Regions from separate parts of the Mus musculus genome. Here all the other regions are linked to region 2. A link is a contact called in public HiChIP or PLAC-seq data. All regions are on one chromosome and are shown on one strand. Each heading gives the region's core, a stretch centred on a gene start, on an enhancer-like site or on the middle of the called end of the contact. The rest is flanking DNA. Distances are from core to core; before and after follow the strand shown. Region 1 overlaps Entpd7 (ectonucleoside triphosphate diphosphohydrolase 7). Region 2 overlaps Gm34922 (a long non-coding RNA gene). Region 3 overlaps Entpd7 (ectonucleoside triphosphate diphosphohydrolase 7).

Region 1 (2,700 bases), core at 59-2,558, 100 kb before region 2:
CTGGGCTTGTGTTATTGCACAAAAGAGGTTCCCTCAACCTCAGAACAAGACTCATCCTAGACCTAAGCGATCACAAGGCCTCTGAACAGGACTGGGCTGGGTTGAAGTTCTGCCAGCTTGTTCCCATTCCCTCCGAATCGCTACCGCACCTACCGTGCCTCATTTAACCTGTTGGGCCTGTGTCAGCAGGGTAGAAACTCCGCTAGACAGGAGCCTTCCAAGAAGGGGACCAGGGCAGCTTGCACACCCTCTGCTTCCCAACTCCAAATCCGCACTCTTCAGTTAGAAGCAATCAGCACAGGGCTGGAGGGTCCAGCCAGAGACCACTCGGAACCGGTTTATAGTCACCCCAAGCACATGGCAACTGGAGTCAGCTCAAGTCTCAGATATTTTGCTGCAGGTTTTTGTTTGTTTGTTTGTTTGTACTACAGTTAAGCATGTTCGGAACAGATCCAATATTTAGCTGTTTAACTGCTTTATGGTATATATATATATATATATATATATATACACATACATACACACACACACACACACACACACACACCCTAAATACACCCTAATACAATTATTGATTTATGCCCCAAATGTCTATTTCAGAAAAATCCATTGCACACTTAAAGGATTAAATAATTTCTTTTAATGTTTTCAACAGTCTGTCCACAATTCTGTCAATTGTTTTTAATTTATAAATAAAGGTAATTAAAACATGTATTTTCAGTCAGCTAACCCAGGATTTTTGTTTGGGATTGATTAGGCCATTAACTCTTATGACATCATTTAATTTTTCTAAGAATTTACTTATTATTGTGTGTGCATGTACATGACAGGGGATATGCATTGTACATGCACGTGCATGCAGAGAAAAGGGGACAACTCCTGCGAGTTGGTTCTCTCCTTCTGTCTTTGTGTGGCGATTGCTTTGTACCGCTGAGCTGTCTCACTGGCTCAGGTTTGCGTCTTTAACCTGCACTGAGATCTGGTTTCCTGCGGCAGGGTCAGTGAGACTGCCTGAAGTGAAGTTGGTTGCAAAGACCAGCTCTGATAATCAGGAGTTTAGAATAGCAGTTTACCTGCAGCCCTCCTGGTCTTGGGGTGAATGGGGGGTTCTATGTGGGCATATGCCACACAGAGCCACATAAGACGCTGCACATTTTCTAGAGCTCCACATCTATCAGAATATTAAGAACTATTCCATGAAATTTAAGAATTCCACAAAAATTCGTTTTTCCACCGCCTGGCTGACAAAATTCTTAACGTAAAGCATGTAAAAAGAGCCGCCTCAGCCACCGGAAGCAGGGCGGTCCCAAAGCCTTTGTCCTTAAGGTCATGGGTCACAGTGGAAGGAGCCGTAGCCACTGCAGAGACCGTGCTAAAGGTAGAAATCCTGGAGGAGATGTAGTGTATACTCCAGCTTCAACTAAACGGACAGTGTGGGACAGCGTGGAAGGAGAACTTGAACAGAAACCTGACCGGTTGGAGGGCCCGGGATCCCTGCTGGCAGAGGCGGGCTTGAGTAAAGGGGCAGAGCCGAAATCAGGCTGGACTCACCAGGACCCCCTTCAAACTGTGCGGTAGCTCAGATTGAGAATGTCCTCCAAGGGCCATCTGTTAAAGGCTTGGTCCTCATGGTGGCATCGTTGGGAATGGTGGGACCCTCGTGGCCAAGCTTCCTAGAAGGTCTTCACATCATTGGAGGATGAGTGAGACTCCCAACTCCATCCTTTCTTGCATCCTGGTCATGAGCTAAGCATCCACTCTGCGTCACATGCCTGCTGCAACGTACACTTCACTGCGGGCTCAGAGCAGAGGGACACTTGACTACTGAGTTGACCATCTACAGCTGTGAGCCAGAACAACCCGTTCTCTGTATAAACGATCTCAAGTGTTTGGTTACAGTAAACGGACTAGCAGCCTGGGGGTGGGGGTGGGAGTCAGGGGTCTGGTAGTAATTGTCCTGCTTTAAGGAGAGGCTCAGGAATAGACACATCTTCAAGCTTGTCTGACATGCAGGCATGGTTAAACAGCCTATGACTCAGAACATTTTCAACTCAAGTTTTCATGCCATGGAAGCAATGGCCTGGTTCATATTTGAAAAACTGGAAGCCCTTATAGCATGAGCAATAATTCCATTTTACAATATAAAAAAAGTCTTTTTATTGCTCCGATTTCCAGAAATGAAAATGGTCTGCTGGTGTGTGGTTCTCCTCTGTCCTTCTAATGATAGTATTAACAAACAAAAATAATGAACTACTAGGCCAAGGGGAAATATGAAACCCTTCAAAGACAGCCGATGGGGATATAAAACAAGACAAAGCTGGCTTAAAATAGAACCTTAACAAGCCTCCCACCAAAACAGAAAGCCTGGAATGGACAGGAACCCACGCAGGGTACAACAGCTTTTCCAGTTCGATCACATCCAAGTTAGGAGGAGGGTGAAGGTCAAGGACAGAGCCACCCACCATACAGACCATTACCTAAAAGTATTTGATTTCAATCATTGTTTTGCAATCATGGTTTACAAAAATATTTGTTATTCTGTATTGTTAGTCAAAGGTGCCAAAACTTGGTTCTTAGTCCTCATTTTTGAACATACTAATTTTTATAATGCCAGCAAAATCTTCACGAGTTTGGCAGAAGTCTACCTTCCCCACAGCAAAGACGGAGGGTAAAACATAAACTAAGAGACCGATTTAAGAG
Region 2 (2,749 bases), core at 202-2,701:
GGATCCGTCATACTGGTTAACTTAGTAGCTGTATCTTTTTACAGTCCCACCAACAATGTATTAAGCGTGAGCACCCCAGTCTCTGCATACCTTCCTTTTGAGACAGGACCTCATTATTTGTTTGTTTAACTTACTAAAGAGGTACGTTTGTTTTTAACCAATTAATTAATTAGTATGTGTGTGTGTGTGTGTGTGTATGTGGTGTCTGTAATGTGTATGTATGTGTGTATATGTATGTGGCGTGTGTATATGTGGTATGTATGTATATGTATGTCTGTGTATGTGTTTGTGGTGTGTATGTGTATGAATGTGTATGTATTCATGTGTATCAGTGTATGTATATGTGTATATCTATGTGTATATGTGTATGTATGTGTATATATATATATATGTGTGTATGTGTGTAGGTGTGTATAGTGTATATGTGCATGTCTGTGTGTAAGTGAATATGTGTGTATATGTATATATGTGTGTATATGTGTATGTGTGTATATGTGAATGTATGTATATATATGTGTGTGTGTATATGTGTGTATAGTGTATGTGTGTATGTATATGTGCATGTCTGTGTATAAGAAATATGTGTATATATGCGTGTATATGTGTGTATATGTATATATGTGTGTATATGTGTATATATATATGTATGTATGTTGTATGTGATCAGACTCTACTCATTTGTGGTCCTGGGGATTAGAACTCAGATGCTCCTGCTTGGTTAGCAGTGCTCTTAACTGCTATGTGATCTCTCCAGCCCCTGGTCTCACTTATTTAGACAAAACTGGCCTTGAACTTGCAGCAATCACTCTGCCTCAGCTTTCACCCTCCCTAATCTGCCACACACACCCCTTGACTGGTGTGAGATAGCCCCATCTTCAGCTTTAACAGGATCCTCACCATGATTGCTGCCCACACCAGGACTGTAGCCATGTCAGCAGCCGGAAGTGAAGAGCAGGGAGCCCTGGAAATCTGAAACGCCAGCCAGGGATTTGGCCAACATCATCAGTCAGTCAGAGGTTGAGAAGGTAAAACATGCATTAGTTCCTCACAGAAAGCAGCTTTAGTCTGTCTGTCTGTCTTTTTTTCTCTCGTTCTTTCTTCCTCTACATTTTAGGAGTATAGTCTGAAACCGTTGACTTAAATGGCCTTAGGCTTACCAAGTGAGAATCTGGGACACTGAGACAGGCAATCAGAGAATACAGCTTGGGATATGGGCAGCCACTCTGGGTTAGATCAAAGAAATGGGCAAATCCTGCTTCCCCACAGCAGCCTTCGTCAATATTTGAAACAACAATAACTTTTAGATGTAAAGCATACAAAGGAGAACCTTGTGTTTCTTTCTGAAGAGCCTGTGTTCCTCCCCAGCCAGCAGGAGGCTTCCATCTTGGCTTGTTTTCTGGACGGGAAACAGTGCCCAAGGCTTTCTAGTGGTGAATGTGTGCCCCCTGGTGGTCACTTTCTGTAACACTGACGCCACCCAAGGGCAGTGACTCAGCTTTAACTCATCTTGAGTGGGAATGGAGAGGACTTCGAAGTGCTCTCTCTCTCTCTCTCTCTCTCTCTCTCTCTCTCTCTCTCTCTCTCTCTCTCTCTCTCGATTTTCTGTGGAAATTTGCATGCTGGTGGTACTTCCTGGAACACAGGGGGAACATCAACTTTTTTTAGTGCTTCCATACCTCAGCATGTTCTGCCCAACACTGTCAGGTGGGGCAGGTATGGAACACTAAGCCACATGTAGTTAGTATTTGGCGTCTGCTGGAGCCTACATTAACCCCTCTCTTGATTGGTGTCTGGAGGCCGCACTGGAGATGCTCGGGTGTAGGCAGTGTCTGTCCTTTCTGTGTCTACACTGTTTCTCTCTGGGAGCCTTTGATCCTGCAGGGTGGTGAGGGTCTGTCTATCCACGCAGCCCTTCCTCCTTTGCCTTGTTAGAAAACGCTGCCTGCGCCTCAGAGAGTGCTGCTTAACTCAAGGTTGCCTCTTTCTCTGATCCCTGACTGCTCTGAAGGGAGAAGCGTTCCTTTGCCATAATATTGCCCTTGCTATAGGCTAAAGAGCAAGGGAAACAGCTAGTTACGGAGGGAGCGTTTGAGACTATGAATCAAAATACGTTTCTCCTTTCAAAATAAACAAATTAACAAACCTAAGATTATATATATTCCTCCAAGCCTAAAATGCAACATTTCCCACAATATATAAGCAATTTAATGTTACCTATAACAATTAAATATAAATAATTATATATAATTAAATATATTTAACCAGTTAAACGTTAAAATTAGAAACTACTTTGCCATCAATGTTAAAGAAACCTTGCTCCCTCCATTTCCTCAGCACGGTGGAACCTCTGAGTGGTGATCACCCTCTGAAAAGGTAAAAAGGGTAGGACCCAGGGGAGCCTTCTTTCCGACACACAAGACAGGGGCCTAAATGCAAACCACCATGGTCGGTGAACACACCACGGATTTTCATGAGAGGACCTGTTTCTCACTGACTTATAAGTGAGTCACATTTCCCCCCCAATGAAAAACAACCTAATACCTTACCATGCTTATTTCAATGCTAACGGAAGACATCATGGCCTGAAGCCTCCCAGTAGCAATGGCTATGTCACTGGATGTTAGCTGGTGGCCTCTGAGTTACCAACAGCCCTGCATTAAGGTTCTGACCTCGCCTGTGCACATACTCACTAGTCACAGTGTAAAAACCACAAACATCCGGTAGCTGACCGAATTTCTCCAGCACCTTG
Region 3 (2,753 bases), core at 221-2,720, 80 kb before region 2:
GGCAGGTCCCTCACCAATTCAGCTTGGTTGGCTACTCAGCAAGCTCCAGTCATTCCCCTGTCTCTGCCTCCCCAACTCTGGGATTACAGGTGTGTGTTGCCACACCTGGCTTTTTATGTGAGTGCTGAGGGATCTAACTCAGGTCCGCACGCTTGTGTGGCAAGTCCTTTACCAACTGAGCCATCTCCCCAGGCCCAAGGTCACCTTCTTTCAAAAACTGGGGCTAACTGGGCACAGTGGTGCATGCCTGTAATCTCAGAGAAGTAGCGGAGACAGGAGGATTGCCAGCCAGCAAGTTCTTGGGCTACACAGTGAGACCCTGTCTCAAAGACAGAAAAGAAGTGGTAGCAAATTATTACTTTGGGTGTGTCTGGGCCACATGAGAATATCAATACAGTGGTGTATTAAGGAAGAAAGAGAACTGCACAGTAATTGCAATAAAAGGAAAACCCAAAACAACAGTACCTCAGCCTGATCACTCCTTGAGTTAAGGTCTCCCCACACCTTAAAGTAATAACTTGTTTCACACTTAAATGTAAACTATCCATAACTCCTAGGGCTGTTTGTTCCAAAAGTGCAACTAGCTAATCAAAGGTCCGTTTGGAATCATTAAATACTAAGCAGGGTGCTCAGTACTGTTAAATCCAGATATGTGTGACCTCTAGATGCAGCCATGTGAAACAGATCACTCGTGCAGAATGTGCAAAAAGACCATGCAAGCTGGGCAGTGGTGGCGCACGCCTTTACTCCCAGCACTTGGGAGGTAGAGGGAGGCGGATTTCTGAGTTTGAGGCCAGCCTGGTCTACAGAGTGAGTTCCAGGACAGCCAGGGCTATACAGAGAAACCCTGTCTCAAAAAAAACAAAACAAACAAACAAAAAAAAGACCATGCAGCTGAACCAAGCCAATCCTTGAGGTGCACAGAGAAATCCCAAACACCTGCTGAGGAGCCCCAGCTCCGCCCCGCCCAGCCCCGCCCTGCCCCACCCCGCCCAGCCCCGCCCAGCCCCGCCCTGCCCCACCCCGCCCAGCCCCCCCGCTCAGTACCTTCCTGTTTCCCAGAGATCACTTCGGCCTGAGACTGTGAAAAGAGGAAGTCAAACTCCAACGGCAAATCTTTCACTAAATCTGCCAAGATAGCCAACTGTTGCCTGAGGAAGAGAAAAAAAGAAAAAGAAAAAAAAAAAATCCCCAAGTTAATTATTAACCACCTTTTCACCTGCCACCAAGGTGGCCCCTGAGGCTAGGGTAGAAAGAGTGCTTGAGCCCAGCAGCGGAGGGCTAGCCTGGGGAACATAGTGAGTCCCCATCTCTTAAGCAAAATGAAAACCTCTTCTCACAAACGCCTTCCGTTTAGTCTTGTTATGATGCCGCTCCATCTACCGCGTGCCCTTGTCTAACTCTGCGCCCTTTTGGTTCCTAGTTTGTCTTCAGAGGTTCAAACTGCATGCAAAGAGCAGGCTCCTATACAAAAGGCAACGCCCTTTAAATACTGCCTAGCTCAGCGTTGAGCGAGGAGCACATGGCTTCATACCTCTGGGAGAGGATGAGTAAGTCAGGAAATCACAGATCCACGGTCCATAAAATACAACTACATTATTCCTAACCACTGTGATAGCAAGACGTCAATTACAGAACACAAACTCGCCCTCAGAGCTTACACAATACAGACAATGCCTCGTGACTACACAGTCTATAATGGGAGTCCCACAGGCTTTGACATAATCTTTTATGTAAGCTAACGATTAACTTTTTAATCTCCTTTTCCACGTTTCAAGGGTTGACTTTTTTCTGTATAAAAACCTTATCATTTGAAAAACCCAGATGAGGTTCAAAACCCAAAGTTCGTAAGAATTTTCATTTCAAGGGTGTGACATTTGAAACTTAGTACCTATGTAGTACTTTTGTTTCTTCTGAGATTTTAAATGCTTCCCTGGGATTATTAGACAAAGTAAAAATAAATAAAGCAAAGGATAATAATGTGAGTCCAAGGAAAATGTTAGTTAAAAATGAGACCAGCAGTCATCTCAGATTTGTACTGGGTGTGTGTGCGAGTGTGTGTGTGTGTGCGAGTGTGTGTGTGTGTGTGTGTGTGTAAGCCAGGAGTTGGCACTGGTGTCTTTCTCAACTAGTCTCTTCCTTTCCAAAAACATTAGATTTACTCATTTTATGCGTGGTTTGCCTACTCGTATATATGTACCACATGCAAGCTTGGGCCTGTAGAAGTCAGAAGAGGACATCAGATCCCCTGGGGCTAAAGTTACAGATGTCTGTGAACCACTATGTGTGTGTCAGGAATAGAACCCAGGTCTTAAACAAGAACAACAAGTGCTCCTAACCAGTGAGCCACCTCTCCAGCCCTCTACACTAGCCTGGGTCTTTTCAGTGAACCTGGAACCTTCTGGTTTGGTTAGACTGGCTGCGGAACAGAGCAGAGCCCTGGGTTACAGAGAAGACTCTCTGTCCCGGCTTCTTTCCAAGCACTTTTATATTGAAATGTCCTACAGTTAAGAAAAAAAAAGAGTCTCACCAACATGACTTCCAAACCATGAACTGAGCAGGGGTAATACCAATGAGCATGCCAAAGCGGACAGGGAAAAGGCCACAGGTCTCAGCCCAACACAAAGGGGTACAGGCAACCAAGGGAAATGGAGAGCAGGAAAGGTGGTCTTCCGCAGGGAAGAGAACACCAGTTGGCTGTCCGATGCCAAATGGTCAGCCGAAATAATACTATTTATTTATGTACATAGATA

Evidence for each region. HiChIP or PLAC-seq counts read pairs in DNA pulled down with a chosen protein or histone mark.
Region 1: an H3K27ac HiChIP or PLAC-seq map of embryonic stem cells shows a contact between it and region 2, with 6 read pairs. The contact joins two enhancer-like sites. A contact is called at or near these places in 2 of 39 promoter capture datasets (embryonic stem cells and trophoblast stem cells), 1 of 15 datasets of contacts at CTCF or cohesin (pro-B cells), 1 of 484 Hi-C or Micro-C datasets (embryonic stem cells), 1 of 115 datasets of contacts at active chromatin or transcription factors (embryonic stem cells) and 2 of 9 other capture datasets (adipose tissue and liver).
Region 3: an HNF4G HiChIP or PLAC-seq map of pancreatic cancer cells shows a contact between it and region 2. The contact joins two enhancer-like sites. A contact is called at or near these places in 4 of 484 Hi-C or Micro-C datasets (the G1E-ER4 cell line, the HL-1 cell line and embryonic stem cells), 3 of 115 datasets of contacts at active chromatin or transcription factors (double positive thymocytes, embryonic stem cells and pancreatic cancer cells) and 2 of 9 other capture datasets (adipose tissue and liver).

Annotation. Positions count from the first base shown.
Region 1 is chr19:43,733,134-43,735,833 of GRCm38.p6, reverse strand. It overlaps Entpd7 (ectonucleoside triphosphate diphosphohydrolase 7), which reads right to left. Exons shown (of 13, transcript NM_053103.5): 13 at 1,981-2,700. Cox15 (cytochrome c oxidase assembly protein 15) reads left to right here. Exons shown (of 9, transcript NM_144874.4): 9 at 1-2,580. Among named protein-coding and RNA genes, the nearest start is that of Cox15, 19 kb to the left of the region's middle. Within about 2 kb of position 1,308, at least 4 of the 459 cell types and tissues checked have an H3K27ac peak or open chromatin away from gene starts, as enhancers often do. A contact at or near this core is called in embryonic stem cells, where this site is marked.
Region 2 is chr19:43,629,758-43,632,506 of GRCm38.p6, reverse strand. All of the region lies in intron 1 of Gm34922 (a long non-coding RNA gene), which reads right to left. Among named protein-coding and RNA genes, the nearest start is that of Gm4311, 11 kb to the left of the region's middle. Within about 2 kb of position 1,451, at least 50 of the 459 cell types and tissues checked have an H3K27ac peak or open chromatin away from gene starts, as enhancers often do. A contact at or near this core is called in the G1E-ER4 cell line, embryonic stem cells and pancreatic cancer cells, where this site is marked.
Region 3 is chr19:43,710,133-43,712,885 of GRCm38.p6, reverse strand. Entpd7 (ectonucleoside triphosphate diphosphohydrolase 7) reads right to left here. Exons shown (of 13, transcript NM_053103.5): 6 at 1,048-1,151. Among named protein-coding and RNA genes, the nearest start is that of Entpd7, 22 kb to the right of the region's middle. Within about 2 kb of position 1,470, at least 125 of the 459 cell types and tissues checked have an H3K27ac peak or open chromatin away from gene starts, as enhancers often do. A contact at or near this core is called in the G1E-ER4 cell line and pancreatic cancer cells, where this site is marked.